Linked DNA regions of Hordeum vulgare: regions 1, 2 and 4 are each linked to region 3. The links are chromatin contacts, called in public Hi-C maps. All regions are on one chromosome and are shown on one strand. The core of a region is the stretch at or near the end of the contact, and the rest is flanking DNA. Distances in the headings are between cores, read along the strand shown. Region 1 holds the start of LOC123430105 (L-ascorbate oxidase homolog). Region 2 has its middle 63 kb from the start of LOC123426318. Region 3 has its middle 290 kb from the start of LOC123426316. Region 4 holds the start of LOC123430104 (protein transport protein SEC31-like).

Region 1 (3,188 bases), core at 237-2,736, 680 kb after region 3:
CGTCTTGCTCTTCTCTTGCCTTCCCAAAGCATAAGAGTTCACTTTTGTTAAAATTAATTTTCAACCCCGATAGTTGTTCAAACAAACATAAAATTAATTTCATATTCCTCGCTTTCTCCATATCATGTTCCATGAAAATGATTGTATCATCCGCATATTGTAGAATGGACACACCTCCATCTACCAGATGTGGAATGAGACCACCTATTTGTCCTTTCTCTTTGGCTCTTTCAGTGAGTATTGTCAACATATCTGCTACTATATTAAACGATATTCTAGACGTTGAATCCCCCTGTCTTAACCCCTTATGTGTTTGAAAGAAATTAGCAATGTCATCATTAACTTTAACACCGACACTCCCCTTATGAATGAAAGTGTCAACCACAACAACACCCTCCAAAATGTGTCGCCCAGGCATGAACGCTGACTGTGTTGGTTGAACAACTGAATCGGCTATCTTTGTTAATCTATTGGTGGCTGTCTTAGTAAACATTATCAGGGCTGTGTGATGTGGATAAACATTCTACGATTGTAGCAGTATTGTTTATACAAGAGAGTATGGTTGTATTCTTTCAGAACGAATGTTTGCCCGTCATTCTTTAGACTTTAGACTGGCACCGTATGATAGAGAAAGCTCTATGCGTTATTATAACAAAAGGAAAACATCTGCACAATTAGCGTATGTAGAGTAGTATTAAAGCCATGAAAAGAGTCGGTAAGCATGCTGGAGTGTTCCCTTTTCTCTTTACTGCCGGTGCCAGAGTGCTGGGTGTGGATACTCTTTTGGTTTGGTTTTCTTCCAAGCTAAGCTTCCTTCCTCATTGCAGAGAAGAAGCTTCTTTTACAGAGAAGTTGTTCAGCTCAGTGGTAATGTACATATACAACGATTTTGTCCTGCTAATAATGAAAAGAAAGATCAATGACAGAGTAAAACCCAGGAAAAAAAAGGATGATATCCAGTTAACGATACCATTAGCTTCTCCCCTAAAAAATAGAGGGAGAGAGAGATACCATTAGCTTCTTTTGGGAAACGATGTAATAATGTTATTATGGAGCCAGACACACAACACTTTCCACGGCGGCAAAAGCAAACAGTAGTCCACCACGACTACATGTACTTTGAACTGCCGGGCAGTTGAAGTATACTAATATATCCTGTGAATTTGAATCCGGAAGTCTCTATAAAGTCGGAATTAGCCGTACCATGCATGCAGAGCAGTGCATGTTCCTAGGGTTAGGACTAACCACTCCACTGAAGAGAAGGAAAAATGAGAAAGGTTTTGCAGTACTCGAAGTTTCTGCATTTACCGGCAATTATATCAGCAGCAGCGAGTACACGGTATATCTACCGTACACCCACTATTAAGGAAGGAAATTAGCAGACTGGACAGCGCAGCTGCGTTCACACCGGACCGGAGCGAGTGAGCAGCCGAGAGTGACTAGGGAGCCTGCCGCAGCGTACCGTGGACTGAAAAGAGGGGAGGGGGACAGCTCGGCCCAAGCTGTCTTCTTCCTCGCCACTTTCATTCCCCTGCCGCCGTAGCTCAACGCCGCATTCCCCGCTCGCTTTATTACTCCCGCCGTCCTCCTCCATTTATACCCTTTCCTTTCGCCCCGCAACTTGCATCCCAGCATACTTTCCCTTCCAATTCCGGTTTGTTAACGCAAAGCACGAGCACAGCTGCGGCCGGCGAAAGATAGCAGCTCCAGCTATAATAAGGGCCATCTCCTTCTCTTTCTCTTTCTGCGACTCCACTCACTCCTTCCAGATCTAGAGCTTCTTCCCGGGCCGCCTTCCATGCCTCCCAGGCCTTCTCTGCCATTGGCATTCCTGCTCCTCCTGGCGGCGAGGCTCGCCGGCGCTGATGACCCCTACCGTTACTTCACCTGGATTGTGACGTATGGCCCCATCAACCCGCTCGGCACCACCCAGCAGGTACGCTACAACCAATGTGGGTGGCCACCTCCCTGCATTTTGCTACATAGATTGGGGGTACCCTCTCACTTTGTCGTTTCTGGGTGCTTCCCAAATGCCAAATATTGCTCATGACTGGTGATTTTTCATGCCCAAATTTTCCACAATGTTGGTTGATGCCAGTTTCGTCCCAATTTTTTTTTACTTGCAATTTAGTGGTACCGTGAAAATTACTAGTACTAGTCACCATACCGGTGAGGTGAGGGAAAAAAATAATTATCGGACTGACTGACCAGTAATCTTTGTTCAAGGGCATCCTGATCAACGGGCAGTTCCCGGGCCCTCGCATCGACTGCGTCACCAACGACAACCTCATCGTCAACGTGGTCAACAACCTCGACGAGCCGTTCCTCATCACATGGTCCGTATATTCAACTTCTTCCCCAACCTCCTATCTTCTTGCAACCGGACGACACCAATGGTGGCGGACAAGGTTTCTTGGCCGAGCTCACTCTCTACTTGCAAACGCCAATGCAAAAATGCAGGAACGGGATCAAGCAGCGCAAGAACTCATGGCAGGACGGCGTGGCGGGGACCAACTGCCCCATCCCGCCAGGCGCCAACTACACCTACAAGTTCCAGGCCAAGGACCAGATCGGCACCTTCACCTACTTCCCCTCCGTGGCGCTGCACCGCGCCGCCGGGGGGTTCGGCGCCCTCAACGTCTACCAGCGGCCCTCCATCCCCGTCCCCTACCCGCTCCCCGCCGGCGACTTCACACTCCTCGTCGGTGACTGGTACCTCGCCGGACACGACCAGCTCCGCCAGACACTCGACTCCGGCGCGCCGCTCCCGTTCCCGGACGCGCTGCTCATCAACGGCATGCCCTCCGCCACCTTGGTGGGCGACCAAGGTAGGCAGCATTCTCACAGTCTCTGTTCCGAAACCGGCACTGCAAATGAATAACAGTCTTGGTTTTGTTATTCAGGGAGGACGTATCTGTTGAGGGTGTCCAATGTCGGGATGAAGACGTCGATCAACTTCCGGATCCAGGGCCATTCTCTGAGGCTGGCGGAGGTGGAAGGCACGCACCCGGTGCAGAACGTGTACGACTCCCTGGACGTGCACGTCGGTCAGTCTGTGGCGTTCCTCGTCACCCTCGACCAGCCGCCCATGGACTACGCCGTGGTGGCGTCGACGCGGTTCAACCCGGCCGACACCACCCCGCTGACGGCGGTCGGGACGCTGCATTACAGCAGCGCCACCTCCATGG
Region 2 (2,807 bases), core at 81-2,580, 700 kb before region 3:
AACCAACGGGACGACCTATGTAGATGCACAGTGATAGAATTTTTGTGAGCAAGTAGTTGGCAGGTACCCGACGAAAAATACTTCCCTTACCGTGGGAACGCCCAACATGCCATGTGATGCATCCTAGTAACGTTATGTGGCGCACCGTGGGTGCTTCCCTATTGTGAGTTTTATTTTGTGTTTTTCATTTTTTGGCTTGCCTCTTATTTTTTAAATGTTTTTTATAGTTTTCGTTTGCCAAGTCCATGGAGTACAATTGTGCTTCCCCGCGAAAGCATATTGTTGCGAAAGTTATCATCATTAAAAAATTTGAGAGTGACCTTTCAAAGAAATATTTCCTAACTAGTGATTTTATGGTGTTTGAAGTTTTTAAAATTCCATGAATGGTTTGTTTTCTCGTTGAGACCGTATTTTTCTTTTGTGTTTATTCGTCGTTTTTAAGTTTCTTTTGTTCTATTTTTTATTTTCGTTTTTTTAAACGCGAACATTTTAAAATTCCTTTTTTGCACATTCGTGATTACTCAAATATAATGATTATTTTTATTAAATACATGCTTATCTTTAAGATAAATCCGAACACTTTTTTATATTTATAATATTTTTTAAATTTTGGTTGTTTTCCAAATTTGTGCATATTTTATTTATTCATGAACTTTTTTATTTTTGAAACATTTTTCTAAAATCCCTAAAAATCATGGTCGATTTTGATTACATGAAATTTTCAGATCTATAAGAATACCATAACTGGCTTCGTCAAACCAGGTGAAACTTTTTTCTTTAATGAGCAAGCGAAATTTAAACCCATTAAGCCTGGCGTGAAGTGCATGGCACATGGCGCAAGTTGTTTGGCTGCAATAAGAAGTTTTTGAGAATTCTTTTTAGATGAAGGTGGGGATTATCTTCTAAATGTATTTTTTTAGATGGAAATCAGGACGTAAGGTATTTTTTGAATGGTGGATTATGCAAAGTGGGGCTCGCTGGTAGACTGTGGTGGTAATTTTGTTTTTTACTTTTACTTTTTTACTTCTTTTTTAGATGAAGGTAAGGATTTTTTGTAAGATGTTTTTTAGAAAGAAGCAAGGATTTTATATATTTTTTAAATGAAAATATACGCACAACTTCCTTTCAAACGGCACCACTCGATGATGCTCCACTCATGAGAAATAAAACGAGTTTTTTTTGACAGAAGAGAAATAAAACGAGCTAGAGCGAGCGACTGCGATATATTTTTATTTTTGAGCCGGCAAGTTAGGTTAGACGTGTACGTCCTACGGAAGCTAGTTCCGGCCGTGAGAGCTATATATCTAGCGTAAGCCGAGACTGGGACCTCCTATGTAGCGCTTCAGGCGCCACTAAGGGAACAGGCGCCTGCTGCGCCCATCTTTATGGACCAGCCCATATAAAATGGTTATTAAAAAAGGAAAAAAAGTTACAGAATTTTCAAAAACTTTAGATTTTCGAAAAAACCAACGATTATGAAAAAAAAATCACCGACTTTGGGAAATACGTTCATGATTTTTCAAAAAGTTAATAGAATTCAACCAAAATATCGTCGATTTTGAAAAAAAGTTCAACAATTTTTAAAAAGTGTTCACTAATTTTGGAAAAAGTTTATGAATTTTAAATTATGTTCGTTCATTTTAAAAACAGATCACCGATTTAGAAAAAGTTCATCGATTTCAAATAAAAAAATCATCTATTTTGGAAAAAGTTCACCAATTTCAAAAAAAGTTCGTAGACTAAAATAGTTTACGGGATAAAAAAGTTCATGATGAATTTCTAGATAGGCCGGCCCATTGTAGAGCGCTGCAGACGCCGGTTAACACTTTTTGCCTGTAACCGACGCCTTTGTCACTAAATAGGGTTTGCCGCCGAGACTAGCTATGGTTCGCCTAAAGCTTTCGTGGCCGTACAGTCTTAGCTGGCCTATTTTGCTCGTTCCTGTTTGCTCGCTCATTCGTGACCATCTTTTTCGTTTCTTTCTTAGTTTTTTTCTTGTTTCTTCGATTTCTTTGGCTTTAGTGTGTTTTATTTTTCTGTTTTCAGGGTTTTTTTATTTTTCTTTCTTGTTTTATTAAGTTTTTACTTTTTATTTGTTTTCTCTATTTCATTTTGAAATATACATTTTTATGTATAATCTTTTACTTCACATTGTACATTTGTTATATGTCAGGAACATTATTTATACAAAATTATTATCATTTTTAAAATACACATTTAACATGTTTCAAATAAGTTATTAATAAATTTAAACAAAATGTTCAATAACTAATTTTTTCTTACACGATGTAAAAGACATTATACATCAGGAACATTACACATATACACCTTTTCCAAATACAGGTTTAATATATTTTTAATACATTATAAGTATTTTTGGTGGGTACTATTAACCATACATGTTATATATTTTTTGTTGAGGCCTCCTAAATGTGTGTCGGCGGATCTTTTAAAAGATCCGCCGCCTTCCAAGCCGTTCAATTATATGATGTGAGCCGTGGGTTCCACTGTTCTATTTTCTACCACAAGCCCCATTTGCAAACCTCATTCCCGCAACAAGATCTCATTTGCAAAAAAAAAATCTTTGTTTTCCTACAACAAAATTCTTGTTGCAAACAGAATTCCTACAACAAGATCCCAATTGCAAAAGTGCAACATCTTCAACCTCTTCTCTATATTCTTGCAGAAATACTCTTGTTGCAAAATTTACAGCAGCATCTCCAACCCCTTTTGTGTATTCTTGCAACAAACCCCTTATTGCTATTTTATTCAATAAAACCATGTTGCAAAAAATGTCACTCCGTCAC
Region 3 (3,179 bases), core at 517-3,016:
TTTTTTTGAATATTTTATTTCGAAATTCTCAGTTTCTTAAAATTGAGAAAAGTTATTTTAAATTCTAAATTATTTAAAGTAGAAAAACAAAATGAAACTGAAAAGGTAAATTAAAAACTAAACTAAAAAAAACAGGCGACGCGCATGGGCCGGCAGAAACAGGTGCGCTGCATCTTTTTTCAATGCCTAGAGCGTAATATAGGAGGGACCTACATGGCTGGCCCAGTCCGAAAATTTCCTGTTTCAAACGTCTTTTATGACTTATAGATGGCATTGGTGGATAATTTTAACCAACTTTAGGGGCAATTTGAATGACGTACGACAGAAGCATTATTTGCTTTATTAATAGGTAAGATAAGATTTGTTTGGAGTCAAATTTTATAAAATTTGACCAACTTTATCTGAAACAATATCAACATTGATAGTACGAATTCAATATCATTGAATACATCATGAAATTAATTTTCTTACAATATAACTTTCAGGGACGGAGCCCAATAGGACCACCCTGTGGCACATGCTACATGGTCCAAATACGTTTTTAGTACTGATTACCAGGTATAAAGCTCAAGGCATCAGGTAGGCAAGCAGAAGTGCTACACGGCCCATGAAATCTGTCTTTAGAAGGCTCTCGTGCTCAACGCTGATCCATTCGATCCGTGTACTGCCACTTATGTACGTTGCAGCCCACATCAAGAACGTTTGCTGCACACGGTAGGCACTTATGCACGCACGCACGATCAATCGATCCGGCTATATGATGAACATAGCAAATCCATCCCTTGATTAGGGTTTGCTCAAAGAACAATTGATTAGGAAACCGTCTCCTCTCGTCGGCTTTTGTTGTCCCGACTTTCGAACAGCCGAGAACAACCAACGATCGCAGCGGTGGCCGCCGGCAAGTGATCCACATATACCCCATGTCTATATCGATATGATTGACATTTGATTTGATCTGTTCCGATGCCGAGCGGCCAGGCGCCCGGCACATGGCCACGCGGCTACCCGCAGTTACGACATCCTGCGAGGAAGTAAGGCAAGCCGGCTCCTGTTACTTGTCTTCCCTCTCTTCTAGATGTTTTTCTTCTACAGATTACAATCATGACTCCCTCGATTCTAATTGTGCTTCGTATATAATTTTATGTGTTATTTTCCCTAAAAAATTACAAGTTGTAAAGATTGTACTGAATTAAACCCTATTTAAATATATTTACATGAATGTGTTTTTGCTAAACGTGGGGCATCGGACAGTGTTTTAACACTAATAACTATATATATAGTTCATGTCATGCAAGTTTTTTTATTTTATCATTATATTAAAAAAATGCATTTTGTATTTATACATCAACGTAGTTTATGTCTGAAATACATCCTTATCCAGTGCATCGGTGCTTGAAAAATATTTAGTATATCGGTGCTTGAAAAATTTATACTATGGTTAAATGGTGCATCAGGGTCACATTAGCTCCAGCTCCGAACTTTAGTATTGGAGATGTTGATTGTTTTTAATATATGTTGGTAATTTTTGAGTAGTTTGACTACAAACAAGTCTTATAATTCAAGTAAAAAAGAAACGAAGGGAGTAGTAGAAATAATTGATCACTAGAGCAGTCGGCCAGCCCTTCTTTGAATCCATGAGAAACCGTAGCTGATTTGTACATTGATTTAAAAAGAAAACGAGATGACACCCTAGCCCCTGATCAGCCCGAGGGCTTAACACCATCGATCAACAGCCCAACCCATAACTAGCTGGCCTGTAGACGCTCCTATCAACAAGTCACGGGGAGCAGTCTGGTCCGAAGCAAACCACCCGAACCTGACGTTTGAGTAATTGCGTTGTCCATAGGAAGCATGCAAGCAAAAGAATGCTATGAATATGTCTTTGCATCCCTCAAAAAATAAAAAATTACCTCCACCATTTTCAAATATAAGTTTTTCTAAATGTTTCACTAAAAAATTACATACGAATATATATAGATATACTTTAGAGTGTAGATTCAATCATTTTGCTCTATGTATTTAGTGAATTTCTCTATGAAACTTATACTTCTTCGGCCCGAAAATAATTGTCATAAGAATGAATATACCTAGATGTATTTTTTTAGATACATTTATTTTTATATATTTATGTGACAATTAATTTCGAAGAGTATTTAAAAAGGGAGCACGTATGCTATGTCTTTGCAAGGGAACGCGGTCAGAGGGTTCCGAGTCTTCTAACGGCTAGTGAATGTCCATAGCATGGAGCAATGATACTGCGCTGACATGCATGGCAGCATGGTTAATCACCGTGTTCCTAGCTTACTCTAGGCGAATGCTGTCTTGCCGCAAGTATCCAAACTTGGCTGTGGTCAGCTATGTGATGATGACTCCACGCAATGTTCAAGTGCCCTCCTCGCGTGGAGCTATGGATTGCGAGAAAGAAGTAGCAGCTACCAAATAAGTCTGCACTACTGGAAAATGACGTATAATGACTTATAAGTGAACAGAAATTAGTGCCGATCGAACAAGTCATTAAAGCTATTTTGAAAAGTTAGCAGTGACGACATTAACGGACGAGAACGCTCCTTGGTCGCTCCCGCGGGTGGCGAGGAGCGAACCATAGCCGTCGCGCGTGTCACACCTCACCGCCCCTCGCCACCGTCGGCATGCGTCATCAGGCAAAGCCTGCACTACGCGGTGGCGGCATGGCCATTTTCTCCTCCCGCTCGAGTTGGGCGGTGCGGTATGGCCACTCCAACGGGCGCTTGGGTGCGATGGTCGCGCTCGCGCGGCGAGGGAGCGGGGGTGATGGGGGAGAGACGCTTGATGGTGCATCGCGGGCGTGGCAATGGTGCCACAGAGAGTGATGTTCAAGACGCGACGTTAGTTGCGGTAGTCGGCACTTCTTCGACGTGTTCGTGGGATGGCCTTGGCTGGTTTGTTGCTGTCAAGTTAAAGTTGCGACGGCGGGGCCTAGTGATGTACGATGACAGGTTGTAGGTGGTTCGTTCAGTGATCTTCCAAGACATCAATCTTGCTTGGTTCTCCTTCGTAGCTCTCTGTTGGTGTGAGAGTTGTGTTTGTCTTTTCACAATGGGTGAGGTCGCGCACGGATCTTCATGTGTCTCCACACAACCTTTTCATTGTGGGTTGGTTCGACGATCATCTATCGTCGTTTCTCAGAGTTTGGGGTGGCG
Region 4 (2,812 bases), core at 30-2,529, 800 kb after region 3:
CTATTTTGGCTATTTTTTATTCAAAAATAAAGGGCGGGCCTTCCCTAATTTTTCTGTTTCTTTTTATTGGTTATTTTTATTTTTGTTTCTAGTTTCTTTAAAAAAAAATGTTGTTGAATTCAAAAAATGTTTGTTAGTTCAAAAAATTGTAGCCGAGTTAAAAATATTATTGAATTTCAATATTATTCTTGAATGATAAAAATTCTACTTGCATCCGAAAATTGTTCGTAAATTTAAAAAATATTTGTAAGCATTTCAAGAAATATTCAGCAATTCATTTTTTTACAAATTCAAATGGTTTTCATGAATTTTAAAAATATTCGCGGTATTTAAAAAATGTCCATGAATTTTAAGAACTTTTCCAAATTGAAAAATATGTTCATGAATTTTATAAAATGTTCGTATATATGGAAATTATGTCCGTGAATTCAAATACTACACATGAATGGCAAAAATTGTTCACGATTTCTAAAATGTTCATAGGTTTGTAAAGTGTTCACAAATATCTGAAAATGATAAAAAAAAAACAAGACGAATAGGGATTGTCAATCGAACAAGTTCCTTTATTTCTCAAGAGATGAGATGTCGTGTGGGACATATCGTGGGCCTCGAGTTGGTCGGACTTTTATTCCGATCCGTCTTGGCTTTCAACACGATCACATTGTGTGTGTTTTTCCCTCTCTCCTAATAAAAAAAGAAACACCTATCTAAAAAGCGGAGACGACGGTGGACTCCACCTTTGCAGGTGGTGTCGAGGAGACCTCTTGTTTCGCTCTCCCACGCCACAAATGATTCGTCGTTGTTCTTTCCATCTTACACGATCTCGGCCCGTGGGATGCCGACCTTGCAGGGTCAACCTTGCACGCACCATGCTCGATATGCGCACCTACTGCCGACATCAACATACGACGCATCGTCCTCGTCAACCTATGGAGCGTCCTCATCTATAGCCTTGCTTGTGGCCTCCTTCTAAAGTGAGGAGGAATTATGATGGGGGCATTTGTAAGCATAATAAAAATTGGGGTATCCTAAGTCCACTAAGAGATGGGCCATCCTAAAAATAAGGACGAATCGAAGAAAGACATAGAAGCCTTTTTTTACTATAATACAAGAGAGGGAAAAAAACCATGTAATGGCGTGCAAATCTTTGTGAAAACTTATCATCCAGTGAATCCTCACTTAATTGAGGCGAGGGCTCCAAAAACGTTAGCCATGATGTCACAAGGGCGGTGCTCGGAAAGCCAAGCAAATGAGACGCGGTGTCCGTGTATGCACAAAACTTCCATCACACACATAGAGCCACTCCAACCGACCATGCATTTAATACCTACACATGCTACATAGTGTAACCTGCCGCAGGTTTACTCATTGTATTTTTTTAAAGTCAGCAGAATCACTGCTAAATTCATTGAACAGAAGAAGGATTGGTCTAGTTTATAAGAAAAACCGAACCCGAAAACCATACAGAAGTTGTCAACCGGCTTACAACGCACAACCATACACACAACAACAAGGAAAATCCTTGCCTAAACCATGCCAAGATGGCGAGAGGTCAGGACACAGAGTCACAAGAACGCTTTACAACTGAAGCAAACAAACCAAACCCCAGGCAAGCACGCGTCAACGTACGGTCCATCCATGATGCCGAAAAGAGAGAGGAGTGGACAACATGACCTGACTGGACCTGAGGAAAGCGTCGTCGAAGAGATGCCGCATCAGTGTACATTGCACCCTTGGGGCCCACACTCTAAGTGGAGGCCAACTCTAGCACCAAACACTATAGTAGCACTCCGCGAGCAACCCGAACAGTGCCTCCAAGAAGGTAACGACGCATAGCGCCGCCACTGCCTGAACCAGCTTGCTCGATCTGGGGTTTCCCCTGTTGCACGGGAGGAGGATGATAAGGTCCTAGACAACACCTTTAAGAAGGTCACGGCGCCCGCAGGTGTCGCCGTCGTCCACAACAACATCATGCCCACAATCCACACACAGACCATTGAAAGCGAGCAACAAGACCAGACCACCGACGAGAGGCCATCCTATACCGCTGGCAGTGGGGATGATTGCCACCTCAAGCAACTCCCAGGACAGACCGGCGTGTGGCCAATCCTACGGGTGGATGCAACGCCCATCGACGGTGCCATTCGTCACCCGCGGGCCACCATACCCTCACGCCATCACCTGCCATAGCACGCCGAGCTAGCCACAAACCTGAAGGATGCAACGCCACCAGACGGTGGCGCCATTCCACTCCGGCTCTCCCCACCGACCACCACCATCTCGCAACCTCTCCTTCCTCGAGGCAGCACCACCACCATCTGCGCCGGGAGCGCCCTGTCGAGCAGCGGCAATGCTTGGTCAGCCCAGGACGAGCGACCCCGCTGAGCCCAGATCAGGCCCAAACAAGTCGAGATGCGCCGCCGTGTCCCACATCCAGGGCGCCGTCACCGGTAGCGTGGTGCCGCAGCCCCTCCGCCTGCACGTGCCACACTCGCCGCATCGTCAGCCTGCTCGCGTCGCGCCCGCCGCGATCGTCGCAAGCTCGCGTCGCAGCCATCGCCCGCGTGCACCACGCGTGCCGCGCCATCTCGTCGCGCCCACTTGCCGGCGCGCACCGCGCCCCACGCCTCTCCCGGCCGAGCGCCCCCATGCTTCCCAGGCCGTGCAAGAGGGATAGAAGGAGGACCTCGCCGCTTGCCAGCGACGACGAAGGAGGGGAGATCTAGGGGAGGGGACTGGTGTGGCAGCTAGGGTTTGCCTGGGTCGCCCACGGGGGAGGGCGACACGAGCGAGAGAGGCGAGACAGACCCAA

What was found. A called contact is a pair of places that touch in the nucleus more often than the background predicts.
Region 1: a Hi-C map of leaf shows a contact between it and region 3, with 8 times the contacts expected there. The contact joins the promoter of LOC123430105 here to the enhancer-like site in region 3. A contact is called at or near these places in 3 of 6 Hi-C or Micro-C datasets (leaf and seedling) and 1 of 1 datasets of contacts at active chromatin or transcription factors (embryo).
Region 2: a contact with region 3 is called in a Hi-C map of seedling, with 3 times the contacts expected there. The contact joins two enhancer-like sites. A contact is called at or near these places in 3 of 6 Hi-C or Micro-C datasets (leaf and seedling).
Region 4: a Hi-C map of leaf shows a contact between it and region 3, with 5 times the contacts expected there. The contact joins the promoter of LOC123430104 here to the enhancer-like site in region 3. A contact is called at or near these places in 4 of 6 Hi-C or Micro-C datasets (leaf and seedling).

Annotation. Positions count from the first base shown.
Region 1 is chr2H:371,434,332-371,437,519 of MorexV3_pseudomolecules_assembly, reverse strand. LOC123430105 (L-ascorbate oxidase homolog) reads left to right here and starts at 1,486. Exons shown (of 6, transcript XM_045114016.1): 1 at 1,486-1,936; 2 at 2,227-2,336; 3 at 2,461-2,828; 4 at 2,904-3,188. The coding sequence starts at 1,799.
Region 2 is chr2H:372,811,779-372,814,585 of MorexV3_pseudomolecules_assembly, reverse strand. No RefSeq gene overlaps it. Among protein-coding and RNA genes, the nearest start is that of LOC123426318, 63 kb to the left of the region's middle. Within about 2 kb of position 1,330, at least 3 of the 3 cell types and tissues checked have open chromatin away from gene starts, as enhancers often do. A contact at or near this core is called in leaf and seedling, where this site is marked.
Region 3 is chr2H:372,115,453-372,118,631 of MorexV3_pseudomolecules_assembly, reverse strand. No RefSeq gene overlaps it. Among protein-coding and RNA genes, the nearest start is that of LOC123426316, 290 kb to the left of the region's middle. Within about 2 kb of position 1,766, at least 3 of the 3 cell types and tissues checked have open chromatin away from gene starts, as enhancers often do. A contact at or near this core is called in leaf and seedling, where this site is marked.
Region 4 is chr2H:371,311,146-371,313,957 of MorexV3_pseudomolecules_assembly, reverse strand. It overlaps LOC123430104 (protein transport protein SEC31-like), which reads left to right and starts at 1,279. Exons shown (of 1, transcript XM_045114015.1): 1 at 1,279-2,812. The coding sequence starts at 2,219. The coding sequence ends at 2,677.